2 separate regions of the Rattus norvegicus genome follow, and region 1 is linked to region 2. Evidence: chromatin contacts called from public Hi-C data. All regions are on one chromosome and are shown on one strand. The core of a region is the stretch at or near the end of the contact, and the rest is flanking DNA. Distances in the headings are between cores, read along the strand shown. Region 1 holds the start of Ndufaf6 (NADH:ubiquinone oxidoreductase complex assembly factor 6). Region 2 overlaps LOC120102827 (a long non-coding RNA gene).

Region 1 (2,700 bases), core at 165-2,664, 150 kb after region 2:
AAGGAAGGGCAAAATGCAGGGGTAGTGTGGGTGGAGGAAAATAAGCCATTGATTATTCACAGGGCTCAATTCCAAGACCGCCCAACCCATCCCCACACCCCCACATGTCCATGGAGGAACTCCCAGATGTCTTTCCTGATACCAGGTGAACAAAACATACGAGGCTGTTCTTATAAATCTCAGGAAAATTTCCTTAAAACTATTAAACTTCATTTTAAAAATTGTATTTGTTTGTATGTGTATGAGTGTTTTGCCTACACATATGCCTATGCACCATGTGCCTATCTAGTGCCCAAGAAGGCCAGAAGAGAGCATTAGATCTCCTGTGGGTGCTAGGAATCAAACCTGGGTCCTCTAGAGCGGCCTGCGCTCTTTTCTTTATTATTATTATTATTATTATTATTATTATTATTATTATTATTATTATTATTATTTTTAACTTGAGTATTTCTTATTTACATTTCGAGTGTTATTCCCTTTCCCGGTTTCCGGGCCCACATCCCCCCTAACCCCTCCCCCTCCCCTGAGGCCTGCGCTCTTAACCGTTAACCCATCTCTCCAGCTCCTAAATGCTCTTTCTTGCGCAAGGCCCTGGGTTCGGTCCCCAGCTCCAAAAAAAAAAAAAAAAAGAACTAAATGCTCTTTCTTAAAAATCCCTTACGGGAATTACAACTTTTAAGGAGCGTTAAATAAGTTGATTTGGACTTTATTTTTGTAAACAAATTTTTAGCTTTGAGGTTGCTTTGTAGTCAAACTTGAGCCTCCAGCCCGTACCTCCTAACAGGATGAGTCAAAGGCGAGCGTGCCAAGTTCTGAGAGATGTGTTTATCCAAAGCACGCTAGGCAAGCACCTTACCAACCGACCTAAAAATCCGCAGCCCCCGTGAGTCACTTTATATAGTACAGCATACAGAGCCCAAAGTCAGTTAACGGTGTTAAAGTCACTAGCTGTCCACGAATAAAAAGTGCTATCCATGCAAAGGGTCCCTTAAAATTGGGCTTCAGGCAGAGTGATGTGTTGAGTTGAAGAAGAAATCCTGCCAGGATTTCATGGCCACGTGCGGCCTCCTCCAAGCACCAGCACGGGGCCCAGCAGAACGCAGGGCCGGGCCGCGAGGAGGCAGCCCCAGGCTCCAGGTTCAGCACTCCTCGTTCCACGGGCTCTGGGCTCTCGGGGATGGAAAGTCCCCCGGGCGCGGCCGCTCACCTCAGCAGCTCCAGGCAATAGAGGTGGGAATCCGGGATGCCCGGCCCGCTGGCTGCAGCCACGCTGCGCCGGACTGCCGAGAGCCTCGGCAGGCGCCGCACACGTTCCCACGGATCCCGAGGCGGTCGGCGACGGAACAGACCAGCCAAACCGAACGGCCTTGGACCGGGGACTGATCCCAGCATGGAGGTCGCCATGACACCTTCTTACGTGCCCTCCGACCCTGAGGCCACGCCCCCGGCAAGCGGCCACGCCCCCGGCAGAGCTCAGCAACTCAGCAGAGGAAGGACGCCACTCAGACCGGAGCCAGATGTCGCTGTGGTCCCGCACACTGGTGATTTGGCTGTCCTCTCCAGCGTCTGCCCTCACTGGACTCCGGAACGCCAAAAGGGATGGGTGCCTCCTTTTCAAAGAAGAAGCGACTGACGTTACATCCCGCCACCCAGAGACCCCCGTCTTCCTTTGGTCCTCTACAAGGGCGCTGTTGACTCTTAGCTTGTAACTGCACCGCAGGAAGCATGCTGTACCTGAATGCCCACTATTCACCCACACACATTCCCAGAGACCTCCCAGCGTGGACCTCAATGAGTGCAACTGACTAGCCACTCTACCTCCAAGAGAAAAACAAAGATGCTTGCGAGATGCAACAGGTTATGCCTCCATTATCAACCACTTGATAATGGATAGAGAGGGAGGGAAAAGGGGGGAGGGGGCAGAATTTACTTTCTTTCCTTTTGTCTTTTCTTTTTAAAAAAGTAATTGGTAACAGTATTATCATTTGCCATTGGTTGTCTCTCACCACGCTCTAAAAGCCCAAGAGGGCAGACTCATTTGTTTTGTTACTTGTGTAACACCAGCCCTAAGCAGGCTGTGACAAGAAGTGTCGAGTGTTCAAAGCCAGCCTACACTACACAGTGAGTTTGAAACAAGACAAAAGATAAAGTTGTGAACCTGAGAAAGAAAAGTAGCCTCTCCGCTAGGAATCGAGCCAAAGCCTTTTGCCAGTGGAGAATTTAGAATTCCAGTATAAGGCTGGAGAGATGGGTCAAGGAGTAAATACAGGATGGGGTGAAGGAGCTCAGAAGACAAAATGGAAGCTCAGAAGAGCAGGAGACAAAAGAAGGCAACAGGAGGCAAACATGTTGAAATACATAATGTACATGCCATAATGAAAGCCGTTATTATATATAATTAATATGTGCTAATTTAAATATTTAAATACAATAGTTTAAAATACAATAAAAATTATACTATACTGCAAATGATATGTTCTTACCAACTATTATTAATTGAATATTCTAGGTATAGTGGCACGCACATATAATACCAGCATTTGAGAGTTAGGAGCAAAAAGATAAAGAATTCAAAGGATACCGGGAGAGATGGCTCAGTTGTTAAGAACAATTGTTTGTACTCTAATGAGGGAGAGAAAGAGAGGATGTAGACTTAGTTGAGTGGGGAAGTGAGGATGATCTCCAAGGAAGTAGGGGAGA
Region 2 (2,700 bases), core at 176-2,675:
ATTAATTACTAATTAAGAAAATGCCCTATAGCCAGATTTTACAGAGACCTTTTCCAAACTGAGGCTCCCTCCTTTAAGGTAACTCCAGCTTGTATCAAGCCGACATAAGGCTACCCAGCACACCATGTTTGCTTTCTGATCAGTGTAAAAATGCACACATTTAAGATGACATCCTGCTACTTTTATCAAGAGAACCTTTGTTTTTTACAGTTTTACTGCTGTGAACAGACACCATGACCAAGGCATCTCTCATGACATCTAACCAGGCTGACTTACAGGTTTAGAAGTTCAGTCCATTATCATGAAGCAGGGAACATGGCAGCATCCAGGTAGTCAAGGTGCAGGAGGAGCTGAGAGTTCTACATCTTCATCTGAAGGCCACTGGGAGAAAACTCACTCCCAGTTAGGAGGAGGGTCTCATTGTCCACCCCTACAGTGATGCACTTCCTCTAGCAAGGCCACACCTACTCCAAGAAAGCCACGCCTCCTAATAGTGCCACTCCCCGGGCCAAGCATATTCAAACCACCACACCAAGATTTTGGGCCCACCAAGCGTCATCTGATAGCAGGAGGCCCAACATGGCCCATTTGAAGGGAGCACTTAAAGCACAAATGAACGTGTTTAAATGCTTATCATTCTGTACCAGGTGTGCAGCAAGAGAGCCCCGGGGCACTAGTGATCAGACGGGCAGGGCTGAGTAGCACAGGTCATTTCCAAAAGATGGATCATAACTGGTCTTTTAGGTCCGGTGTCTTTGACTCCGTCATAACCAGACATTAGAATCCGCAGGCAGACTTGAAGCATCGCACTGTGTTAAACCTAGGAGGTCAAATCTGGACAGATCATCTCTGACTCTAATGGGGCCAGAATGGAAACTGCCTTGCTACATGTGAAAGTGGGAGCTAGAAATACACACTACTCCCAGACAGGAAAAGGAAAGCATGTCTCTTAAAACTTCCTCTTTCATAGTCTAAAATTATTCTTACACAGCGGGCGTGCGGCTGAGTCACCAGGTTATGTTCCTAGATGAGGGAGCGGTCAAAAGAGGGAGGCCCTGGAGGGACTTTACCTGGGGACAACGTGTCACAGTGAAAAAGAGCAGCCACGGGGCGCCATCAGGGGCAGGAACCTATGGTTCCGAGCCCTGCAGACTTAACCAGTGAATTGAGAATCTGGCCTGTAGGGGGCAGACCTGCACCAAGGACCACATCTTCCTCAGGCTTTGCTCTCTTGGGGAAAGTGCTTACAGTTCTAAAACGCCCATTTTGTTTTTGTTTTTGTTTTGGTTGTTGTTTCCCATCAGATCCCACCTGCTGCTCTTACAAGGGGCTGTTATTTTTCCTCTGGGCGAAATGTCCTATTCTAATCCACACTGTTTACAAAGAATAAGCATCACCTTCTCCCAAGCCTTGTGAAGGACTTTGATGATGCTTTCTGCCCAGATGTCCCTGTAGCCGCCATGGAAAAAAAATGGGACAAGTTACCTGACCAATCTGCTCCCTGCAGCACTTCAGGGACTCTAGGGAGACCTAGAGGGAACATTAAGGTAACTCCTCAATTACAAGAAGTGAATGGAGACTGAGATGCTGGCCCTGGCAGAGTTGTGCTGACGGGCCTCTGAGGCCAGGAAACCTTGTCTTCGTGACCTTTGGACGTGAGTGTTCAGCACACGCATTCCAAGGGTGCGGCGGTGTGGTTTTGTTTTTAAGGTTTTATAATTACTGCAGAAAACCATAACTTATCATCTGATGCTCTCACATTTTTGTGCCTGAGAATGCAATGCAAAGAAAAGCAGAAATTACTGCCCCAAATGACAAGTACGGCTCACCTGGTGTCTATCCTGGATTTCACAGAAATAAGCACAAACACTGGGTAGAGGTCTTGAGGGATTGAAAGGCCTCTTTCTCCTGCTCTTGCCCTACAGGAGGGCTGGAGGCCAGGAGCTAAGTCCCTTTCAGTACCTGTGCTTCCAGCCAGTTGCCATGGCATCAAACCCTAAAGTCAAGGCCCTTGCTTTCTAAACCCTGACAAGATCCTGGACCCAGGATCCCAAAAGCACCCTCCAGCCCCACAGAACAGCCGCCTGCCCCAAAACCACCCCACACCTGCATCTCTACACATGGCTAATCTCAATCTGCCGCCCTGTGACTAACAACTGTGCTCCTCAGAGGGGGTCCCCCCCTTCACAGTGAGAATCTCTAAGGTGAAGGCCAGCAGTCTCTCCCCAGACAGTCTGCAGTCCAGGTTCTCAGACCTGTCAGAGCCTCCAGCCCATGAGAAAGTGCCAAGAGGAAGGCACTGTGTGAGGGGAGGGGAGGCTACACCAGGCTAGCTCACTGCTTTCTCCATAGATGTCTAGATTCAGGGAGGAACCGTGAATGCCCTTGAGAGATGCTTTGACTCCAGCTCTTGGTGCTTCCACTCCACGCGTCCCAAGGTACTTACTAGATGGCTGGTGACATTTCACGACTTTTCTGAATGGGGCTGGAACTTCACAGAGGAACCGTGGAGAGAAGATTAGTACCTGGAAAGAACACCGGACCTGGAAGTCACACTAGCCCAGGCTATTATTCCAGCCTCTCCATTTTATCGAGGCATGCACAGGTTCAGAAGGCTACCGGGGCACACTTCTAGACACAGTTGATATATGATGCTGTAAGATAAACAGTCTTGGAAATGAAGGCCAGTCAGGACCAGAG

The links. A called contact is a pair of places that touch in the nucleus more often than the background predicts.
Region 1: a Hi-C map of kidney shows a contact between it and region 2, with 3 times the contacts expected there. The contact joins the promoter of Ndufaf6 here to the enhancer-like site in region 2. A contact is called at or near these places in 10 of 12 Hi-C or Micro-C datasets (the A7r5 cell line, Schwann cells, frontal cortex and 6 more).

What each region holds. Positions count from the first base shown.
Region 1 is chr5:28,967,816-28,970,515 of GRCr8, forward strand. Ndufaf6 (NADH:ubiquinone oxidoreductase complex assembly factor 6) reads right to left here and starts at 1,415. Exons shown (of 9, transcript NM_001276441.1): 1 at 1,208-1,415. The coding sequence starts at 1,404.
Region 2 is chr5:28,819,791-28,822,490 of GRCr8, forward strand. The region is part of intron 2 of LOC120102827 (a long non-coding RNA gene); the gene reads right to left. It overlaps LOC120102826 (a long non-coding RNA gene), which reads right to left. Exons shown (of 2, transcript XR_005504635.2): 1 at 277-2,700. Among named protein-coding and RNA genes, the nearest start is that of Cfap418, 27 kb to the left of the region's middle. Within about 2 kb of position 1,426, at least 11 of the 93 cell types and tissues checked have an H3K27ac peak or open chromatin away from gene starts, as enhancers often do. A contact at or near this core is called in kidney and liver, where this site is marked.